Linked DNA regions of Gossypium hirsutum: region 2 is linked to region 1. A link is a contact called in public Hi-C data. All regions are on one chromosome and are shown on one strand. The core of a region is the stretch at or near the end of the contact, and the rest is flanking DNA. Distances in the headings are between cores, read along the strand shown.

Region 1 (4,779 bases), core at 1,359-3,858:
GTCATGCAATGTGTAATTATTTAATTATTCCATCAACCATACTAATTTTTAATAATAGAAATGAAAGGAACTTTTAATAAAAAGAAAATATACTCTTTGATCTAATGTATAAAGATTAATTTACTCATTTTTTGAATAAAAAAACAAAATACAATTTAAGTCATAATATAGATTATTGTAAAGTTTTATGCTATTGGAAAGATTTGGAGATGAAGTGAGATATAATCTTTTAAAATATTGGTTTATAGTTGTATACTTGTTAATTATTCATAGCAAAAATGGCAGGATTAATGATTTTCCTTTTATTTTCCTCTCTTTTGGGCAAGAATCAGATAAAACATCCAGCAAAACTAGGCACTTTCAACTTTATAAAAGGTCACTCTTTTTCTGGTAATCAGTAATGAATATGCTTCTAATTTACTAACTATTAAGACATCAAAACAGAGGCTTGTTGACAGAAAAAACAGAACAAATATGACACTATTATGTTTGCTTTGGATATAAGAAGTTTTCACACAACAATCCATCGCCAAATCATAGAAAAAGAAGCCAGTGGATAATAATGTGTTACTTCAAGAGATTAAGATGATTTTTAAGGTCCTGTCAGTACTGAAACACAAGCTTCCTTTTTTATTATCATCTCACAAGTGCTTAAAGATCCTACATGAAACACAAGCTGACAAAATATTCAAACTTGGGCCATTCAAATTGTCTTGTAAGATGTATAGAATTTATCTTGTCAACTGCCATTCAATTTTGACCAAATCAAAATGCATAATATAGCAACAACAATAAAGATTTCTTCATGCTAAGATGTCATATTTAGTCAAAGCAAATATATATATATTAATCAACTAAAATTAGAACCTTCTCAAAGTGTTCCTCCTTGCGAAACTCATATGTATAGAGGAAGGAGCTCTTCCAGATAAAAGGAAGAATGTAGTACCCTCAATATTAAAGTTAATCATCCAATTACGGATTGCAAATTAACTACACAGCTTGAAACTCTGCCCCCCACCGATGTAGGGAAGCCTGTCAAACATCGTAAGCAATCAACGAATTAGAAAATCTACAAAACCCAACACCCCAGAATCGGAATACTTATTTGGCATAGCGAAATCAAAAGCTTTGAAAGAAACTCTCTCTATTTCATCCATATTCCTGTTCATATTTGGTTTCTTAAACTAAAACTCTAACCCTACTCTTCCCTTTGCACAACACATATAAGAAATTAAATATCTTCTCATGCTTTTCCTTTACAAAAGTCATATTTTCATTATACCACAAAAAAATTGAGGTCTCAAATGTGCCATACCCCTACAAAGCTCCCAGATTTGCAAGTTCACTAATACCATATCCATCCCCTGCAAACACCATCATCACCAAACTATTTCAGCTGCAGACTTTGAAATTTAACTAAAAAAATCCCCCAAAGTTAAAAGAAATTTAGAGACAACCTTTCATATTTTGTAATCTGTTTTGCATCTAACAATAGATCTATTTCTGCAGATAAACAAGTTAAAAGAGATTTCGGTTATGAGCTACGGAAATCCTAAATACAAACAAGTTCACATGAAAATTTAGATAAAGCAACAAACCTTAACAGGAGCATCAGCAATACGGTAAGCATCAGCCGTCGTACCAACCAACCATAACCCAGGGAAAACATTCTAAAAAGTCCAAAAAAAAAAAAGAAAAGAGGATAGATTAAATGATTATCAGAAAATTAATGAAAAACGAAAACCCAGAAATATTAATCCTTACATCAAGCTGTTTCTGAATATTCTTTGGCCTTTTCTTGGGCCTTCTTGCAGGTCTTGATCCTGTTATAACAAAGATGTCTTCCTCAATCTCTTCCTTTGATAAAGCTATCCAGAACTTCCTTTTTTCTTTCTTTTCCGCAACTCCCCCATTTTCAGCGAAACCCCTTAATCTCATCGACTTCGGCCCCACCGTTTCACTCGTCTTTTCCGCCGCCGATGTCACTACCGCCGCCGACGTCTCCATCACCACTTTTCTAGGTCTCAAATTCCATGGTCTCTGCACAGTCTCCTCCTCATCTTCTTCAGCTTCATTTTCTCGCGGCTTTGACGACTCTTCTTCTCGTTGCTGTCGTTGTTCTTCTTCGCGGTGGATTTGTTTGATGGCTTTCGGTGGTGGAGGAAAGGATGAGCGGTGAATGCGGGTGGAGCGTGACCCAACACGCGTCGGACGAAGACGGTCGTGGTCCGAGTCGGATTCAGGAGAACGGCTGTGATCGGCGGTGGCAGCGGATGAACTACCACCTCCGTGGGTCCCCCATTTAAGAAACGGAAAGTTGAAGTTGTGTAAAGGCTGAGACTTTATCGGTGCAGTAGCCATAAAAAAATAACAAAACAAGAGCGAACAAAGAAACAACTGCACATAAACGACCAACACTTCTTAAAAGATGAGAAATTGAGAAAGAAAACAAAGCGCGGTGGAGGAAGTGGCGGAGCAAAGGAAGAGCAACCCTGAAAGATGAGAAGGAAGAAGAAAGAAATATCAAATATGTTCGTTGAAGAAATAAACTTTATTTTTTTTCGTAGGTCACTTATACAAAAGCGAGATCACCCGGGGACCGGGTTTTTATGTTATGAATTTTTTAGGCTTGATGTTCCATTTATTTACGTTGTGTACCGGCAGTAAAAGGTAGAGGTCTTCATGAACTGGGGGTTCTCTATATTTATATTTATTTTAAATTTTTTTAATATTTACATTATCGCTATATATTATTTCAGATTTAATTTAATTTTTATGTGTAGTAAATTATATAATATATAAAAATAGTATAATATAAAATACTATAAATTTAAAAATAGATCGGATTAGGGTTGAAATTAATTGTTAAATATTTAAGTTCAAAATTTATCAATATTTTAAATGAGTTTAATTTTTTAATCTAATCTTTTTATTCAAACTATCTTAAATTTCAAGCAAACCTTTAAATCTGGATAAATATTTCGACCCAAACAAGTTTGAAAAACCACAACTCTAATGTACTACTTTTGGAAGTTTGGCTTCAGGCCAAAATTGGTAACAAATATGTGAATAACTTCATCTATAAACCACTGAATTCAGTTCAAAAAAAATTAAAAATTACTTTTTATAAGATGATTAATTCTTAACATTTTAATACGTTCAACTTTATATTTTTTTAAAAAGAAATAAAATTTAGATTAAAAAACATTTTTTTTTGCCATTTACCCTCTCTCGAATTCACGATTTGGGGTGAAAATTCAACCCTGATAATCAATAGATTAAATGTTAAGATTGTAATGAAAAATACTTACCACCTCAAATTTAGTAAAAAAAAAAAAGAAAAGATAAGTATACTCTTACTATCATTTATCCATGTATCTTCTATTTAGTTTATTCATTGATTTATTTTAATATTTTTGAATTATTTTATATAAAAAATATTTTTTATTTTAATTAAAAATAAATACTTTAAATTTATGTATAATTCAGTCATATTTTAACCTAATATTATAATTAAAGTAAATTTTAAATATTTAACATGTATTTACATAAAAAAATAATTAAAAAAGAAAAAAAAAAGTAAAGAAAAAGTGAAAACAAAAATAATTATCATTGATAACAATTTTTAAAAAATAAACTTGTAGTAAATAAAGTTATGACTTGATGTCAAGGTTAAGGTCTTGAAAATTTTAAAATCTTAAATTCAAATTTTATTTCATATAAATAATTTTATATTTGGTAAAAATTATACATCTTCTTACTTAAAAGATAATAACATAATGAAGTGCTAAGGAATCCCCTAAAAATATATATAAATAACTCATAGAACATTTTTGGACCAACAAGGTTATGCACTTACATATTATGTCAGAAATTTCATTTATGATGATCTTGTCTCATCCATTCAACAGTCTATGTGCTAAGAGGACTATAATTTTCTAGTGTCTCCCAAATCTACTTCATAAAAATAAGGCACTAATCTTTAATTATATCCCTTGTCAAACTAAATGTATTTCTTAGTATAATCTATTTCTTAATTTTGTATCTGTTATTAGAATCTTAAAAAGTTAAAACTGTCATCTGACATGACATAATTAATTTTTATAATTTTCTGTAAAGATTTACAATGTGTTATATTCCTACTAAACATGTCATTTGACACAGTTGTTTTAAAATTCCCTTTTAGTTTTTCTTCAACACATGTCACCATGTGTTAACCATTAGCTAAACCATCATCTAATGCGATAAGTTCAAAGATTTTTCAAAAAGAAAAATTGTACAACATTAATTTTTTTTAAAATTCATATTTACCACGTGTCACATCTTTATTGAAACTGTCGACATGGTTTCATCTCACATAAACAAAAATGTAAATTACTTTTCTAAATTAATCTGAAATTTAAATTTCATATTTAAATAATTTCTAAATAATCTGAAAAATAGATTATGTGTTTCTTTTTAAGGAGGTGCATTTATAACCCAAAAAGAAAATCTAATTTTAGACATTAAATTTTAAATTAGAAATATTTTAAATTAAAAAGAAAATTATAACCCCCACGTAATATGATTTGATGGATTTGGGGTAGACCTGTTCATAGGTCGATTCACTCAGTCCAACCTAAAGACCCGTTCAAAAAGTGAAAGGTTTTGAGTAAAAATATTAGTCCGAAAAATGAGTTCAGGCAAAATAAATAATGCTAATTTAAAAATTAGGCTGAGTCTCGAGTAAGGTTTTTTTGGCCTGGGCTCAACCTAGCCCAAATTAGCAAAAAAATTTCT
Region 2 (5,148 bases), core at 1,660-4,159, 140 kb after region 1:
TAAAAAAAGGCCTATAAGCCTCATTTAGCCTTTTTTTTCATATATGTAGTAAAACAATATGATATATATTATTAAAAAGAATCAGGTAATGTCAAATTAAAACAAAAATACATTTATTGTTTAAAAAATGACATGGAAATCATTTTTTTCATTTATGATTCGACTCCAAACAAAACATTTCATTTATAGAATCATAAAAAGCTCTCAAGATATAACTCTGTTGAATGGTAAATGACATTTTTTAAAACAGTAAATGTTAGCACTAATGATTTTTTGGTGAATTACAAGAATAAGACAAAGCCCGAACAACAAACACGACTAACACGGTTCGAACACAAGCCACACTTGAAGCGATGAATACCTTAACCATCACGCCATCACATGGGGTTCAACTCTGTTGAAATTTGATATTATTTAATTCTTTTTAATAATACAATGACTAAATTGATTCATTTAATAGTAAAAAGACTAATTTAATTCTTTTTTTATAATATTAAAATAGGATGATGTGGCACCAGTAGCTAATAAAACAATATCAGGTTGTAGCCTCACATTATGACATATGGACAGCATTAATAATTTTTATAAAAATCATTAAAAATATAATATTTGAAAAAAATATAAAAAATCATTAAAATGTAATAAAAATGTAAATTATTATTTCAGGTCCAAAATAATTTTGGATAGAATATATTTATCAACATTCATTTTAAACTTCTTTTAGTTATTTTATATTTTATTGGAGAAAAGTATCTTTAGATACTTTAAAAATTAAAAATTTCATCAAATCAAATATTAATGAATGAATGAATCTCAAGTTATAATCTATTGATTAAGTGTTCACTTTAAATAAATCTCAAGTTTTGATCTATTGATTAAGTGTTCACTTACTCAAAATTAACTGAATTCAAATCATTATTCTATAAAAAATAATACTAATGGATAAAATAATTTACCAAACCTCAACGAATTAAAGAAAAATCATGACATAATAATGTATAACAATAACAACTAGGAAAATGTTTTCTTAAATATTTCCCTAAAGAAACAAGTTAAGGATATGAAAATCCATAGAAATTTCCACCAATTATATTTTCTTTTACCCTTAAAGTTCATAATAATTGATTAAAATTAAGTTTTTTTTCAATAAAAATATTAAAAGACTAAAAAAAAAAATTGAAAACATGATGAAACTAAAATAATTTTGCCCCACAATTTCTAAAGCAAAAACAAAGAAGAAAGTACAGAAATAAAGTGAATTAAACTTACAAATGAATGATCTATTCAGGATAACAAAAAAGGAGTGGGAAATCAGATGAATGGTTCCAAGCAGAAATGAGCAAAGTCGACGGCTTTATTGAGGAATAAAGATTCTTTTTTGAAAATTATAAAAATATCATAGAAATAAAAAAAAATCTAAATTTTTTTAAACTACTTGATTTTCATTTTAAAACTATCAATTTTTATATTATTATTTTAAAATTACAAAAATATATAAAATTATTTTAAAAAACACGTTTATAAAATAAAATATACATTTAACCCATTCTAAAATACACTTTTGAGTAATGACTGTGATAAGAAACATGTTCATTATTTTTAAAAATAAAAAAAATAATTTTATTATATATAAACTTAAAATTTAAAATGTGAATTAAAATTAGCATTTTAAAGCGGTGGAGTCCCTACCCACTGTCCTTATATTAATGTGATTAAAATTTAGCCCCTGGCTAAAGTTGGATAGATTATCCAACTAAACCCAAACCCAAGAGGAAGTTGATAAAAAACTTACGAGTGAGAAAAGGATAATTCATTCATTAATATCTATTTATCATAAATAATTGTTTGTCGTATCTTCATCACAATTATTTCCATCCAAATATCACCCCTCCTTTAACATTCTGGCCCCACAAAACTTCACCTAAAATCATTTTGTTTCACTACCCTCCACAATTATCTATAAAACACCGACTATATACTAGATTTTAATTTATTTTTTTATATTTAAAAGTTTAAATTTTAATTATTCTGATTTTAATTTTTTAGTTTCTCCTGTAATTATTTTTTTATCGAATTTTTTAACTCATATCACCTGACCGACCATCTGGTCATGCCCACCTCCCATGCTATCACAACAGGACAAGAGGTTACCAAGGAAATGGACAACAAGACTAAAAAATATATATTTTAGATTAATTGGAGAGAAGTTGTTAATTTTAGTTATAAGTAAATAAATGCCACTGTTAGTTAATTAATAGAATTTATAATTGCAATGACTAATTTAAATAATTATATTAATTAAAATGATTAAATACAGTTTTAGAATGAATTTTAGTATAATTTATTCTTTTTTTTATGGGAGTGAATATATATATTTAAATATGTTGCTATAATTATAAAAAGCCAGTATTTAGAAAATGTCCGCGGCTTTGGATAAAGTGGATAAAGCTTTTTGTGTGATAAAAATAATTTATGACGATGACTTATCCTAGAAGCTTTAATGCCCTAGAATATGCCATTTTGCAAATGGCGAATCTCCACGCGTACGGCCCATACACATCTCACCAACCCTTTTGGGTTTTTGGATCCCAGACCAAGATTACGTTTCCTTCCAATTAACCTCTCCGCCGTACACGTGTCATACCATTCATTTATATTTTTTAATCGATAGTTTCTCAAATAAAATAAAGAAATAAAAAAAAGCTGAGAAGAAAGAATACGTCACTTATTTTCTGACAGTTTTTATTAATACCGTTTCCAAATTACTTTTTTATTAATAATTGAAAATATAATAAAAAATTATATTTAGAAAATGGAGAGACAACATGGGATTAAACTATTTATCGCTAAAAGAAGAAAAAAAATGGGAATGGTCTCAAGTCTTGTTGAAGTCAGCTCCCCACACCAAACGTATGATGATGGCACACCATTGTTGACCATATCAACGGTTAAAGATAAAATATGATAATCTCCAACAATAAACTCCGCGAAGCACTAGATCATTAGATTTCCTTTTGCAATTGAATAAATAAATACATGCGATATGGATATTGTTTATCCCTCTTTCTCTCTCCCACCTGCTAACACAGCCAGAGGGGAGGAGCCAGATAAGAAAAACTAAAGGAAAATTGTTTTCTGGTTCAAAACCACAGCCCTAATCCACATGCGGTTCGGATCCGGATTCTCTAAGATCCGGTTGACATTCATCGCTTTAATTTTCATTCTGATCTGATCCCAAACGAATCTATTCGGCCGTGAAAAATGACGCGTCGCTGCTCACATTGCAGCCACAACGGCCACAACTCTCGGACATGTCCGAACCGAGGGGTCAAACTCTTCGGAGTCCGCTTGACTGACGGGTCGATTCGGAAGAGCGCCAGTATGGGCAACTTAAGCCAATATTCCGGGTCGAATTCTGGCGCGCATAACGGGAACGGGTCGGGTTCGCCCGGTGAGGGTCCGGATCACACCGATGGTTATGCTTCTGAGGATTTCGTCCCCGGGTCGTCTTCGAGTCGTGAAAGGAAAAAAGGTTTCAGTTTTTCGATGGATTAATTTTATTTGCCTATTATTTATGTTTTTATTCTGTGGATGATTAGTGTAAGACTATATAAGCTACAGAAGAAAACCTTCCAAATACTTTTGAAGTCTTTTCTTTGGCTTAAAACTTCCATGTATTTATTTTGTGCACATTGATCACGTTGGATTTGTTTACAAATATTTTTTTCAGTGATCACGTTGGATTTGTTTACAAATATTTTTTTTTCTGATTAAATATAAAATTTCTGAAGTTTAAGGATTTAAAGTAAGTTATGGCATTTCTGGTTAGTTTTGGACTTAATTTATAGTTCATTCTTCTGGTTAGAGTAGGGGGTTGTTTTTTTATTTTTTATTTTTTGAATATAGTGAGGTGGGCTGCTGAAAAACAAGAAATGGGTTTCATAGTTCATTATCGAGATGTTATGGATTTTAGTAATTTTTATATTATAATTTATGCTATAACATGAAATTTGTTGGGTTAAATCTTGTCCAAAAGAATGGTTATCAGATGTGATATCACTGAGTTTTGGTGGTGATAAAATGGGTTTCATTTTGTGCCTGGTGACCGTCTACATTGTTCTAGTATTCGATAATCCTTCAAAAATTTGATCATAGACATTGGGGGAATGAGAAGTCCAGAAGACATTGAATAATGGTCTAAGTACGTGGTGTGACAATGACTAGGTGCCTTTTTCCTTGTTAATGAAACGTTGAAGCAATAGGATAAAACATGGGTGTACTTCCTCTGAGATTCTTGAATCTGAGTTATATTTGTTTTGCAGGTGTTCCTTGGACAGAAGAGGAGCATAGGATGTTTCTCCTTGGTCTGCAGAAGCTTGGGAAAGGTGATTGGCGTGGAATCTCGCGCAATTATGTTATATCAAGGACTCCTACTCAAGTGGCTAGCCATGCTCAGAAATATTTCATCAGGCAGTCCAATGTTTCTAGGAGAAAAAGACGTTCTAGCCTCTTTGATATCGTAGCAGATGAAGTTAGTACCATTTTCTCTATAATGATACATCAGTTGCCATATCTTGTATGAATTACTAATTTGACTAATTGACTTGATGGTTTTTGGTTGACTATTTCAACTTCCAACTACTTTAAACCTTGAGAACTTAATAATGTAGATATGACTAGGATCGTGGACATACCACTGAGATTTCTTTCATTTGTTTGTGAAATTTTTGCTTCAGAAGAAATGGTTTGCTTTGTACTCGTATCAAAGGAAACTCCTATATAATACAGCTAGCTTAGCTTGTTCTTTAAGTATAGGTTTATACCTATTTGCTTACGAACAGTCCTGGATACATTTTATATCCATCCAATTTGACTGCTTTTCTAGTTGTGTAAGAGATCTTTTTCTTCTTTATTTCTTGCAGTCAAGTGACACTCCAATGGCATCACAGGATTTGTTTTCTGCTAACCATCCACATGCTGAAACACAGAGTAATGACCAGTTGAGTATTCCACCTACATTGGATGAAGAAGATAAATCAATGGATTCCAACAACTCGAATGATGGGGAAACTGTACCTCCAAAGTCAGAGAGCTCACAACCCTGTTACCCAGTAGTATATCCTACTTACTTCCCACCATTCTTTCCAT

Evidence for each region. A called contact is a pair of places that touch in the nucleus more often than the background predicts.
Region 2: a contact with region 1 is called in a Hi-C map of leaf, with 2.2 times the contacts expected there. The contact joins the promoter of LOC107934092 here to the promoter of LOC107929391 in region 1. A contact is called at or near these places in 3 of 34 Hi-C or Micro-C datasets (callus, hypocotyl and leaf).

Annotation. Positions count from the first base shown.
Region 1 is chrA08:114,485,700-114,490,478 of Gossypium_hirsutum_v2.1, forward strand. It overlaps LOC107929391, which reads right to left and starts at 2,609. Exons shown (of 4, transcript XM_016860798.2): 1 at 1,765-2,609; 2 at 1,599-1,670; 3 at 1,458-1,503; 4 at 822-1,364. The coding sequence starts at 2,361. The coding sequence ends at 1,498.
Region 2 is chrA08:114,626,056-114,631,203 of Gossypium_hirsutum_v2.1, forward strand. LOC107934092 (transcription factor KUA1) reads left to right here and starts at 2,910. Exons shown (of 3, transcript XM_016866442.2): 1 at 2,910-3,532; 2 at 4,323-4,531; 3 at 4,923-5,148. The coding sequence starts at 3,262.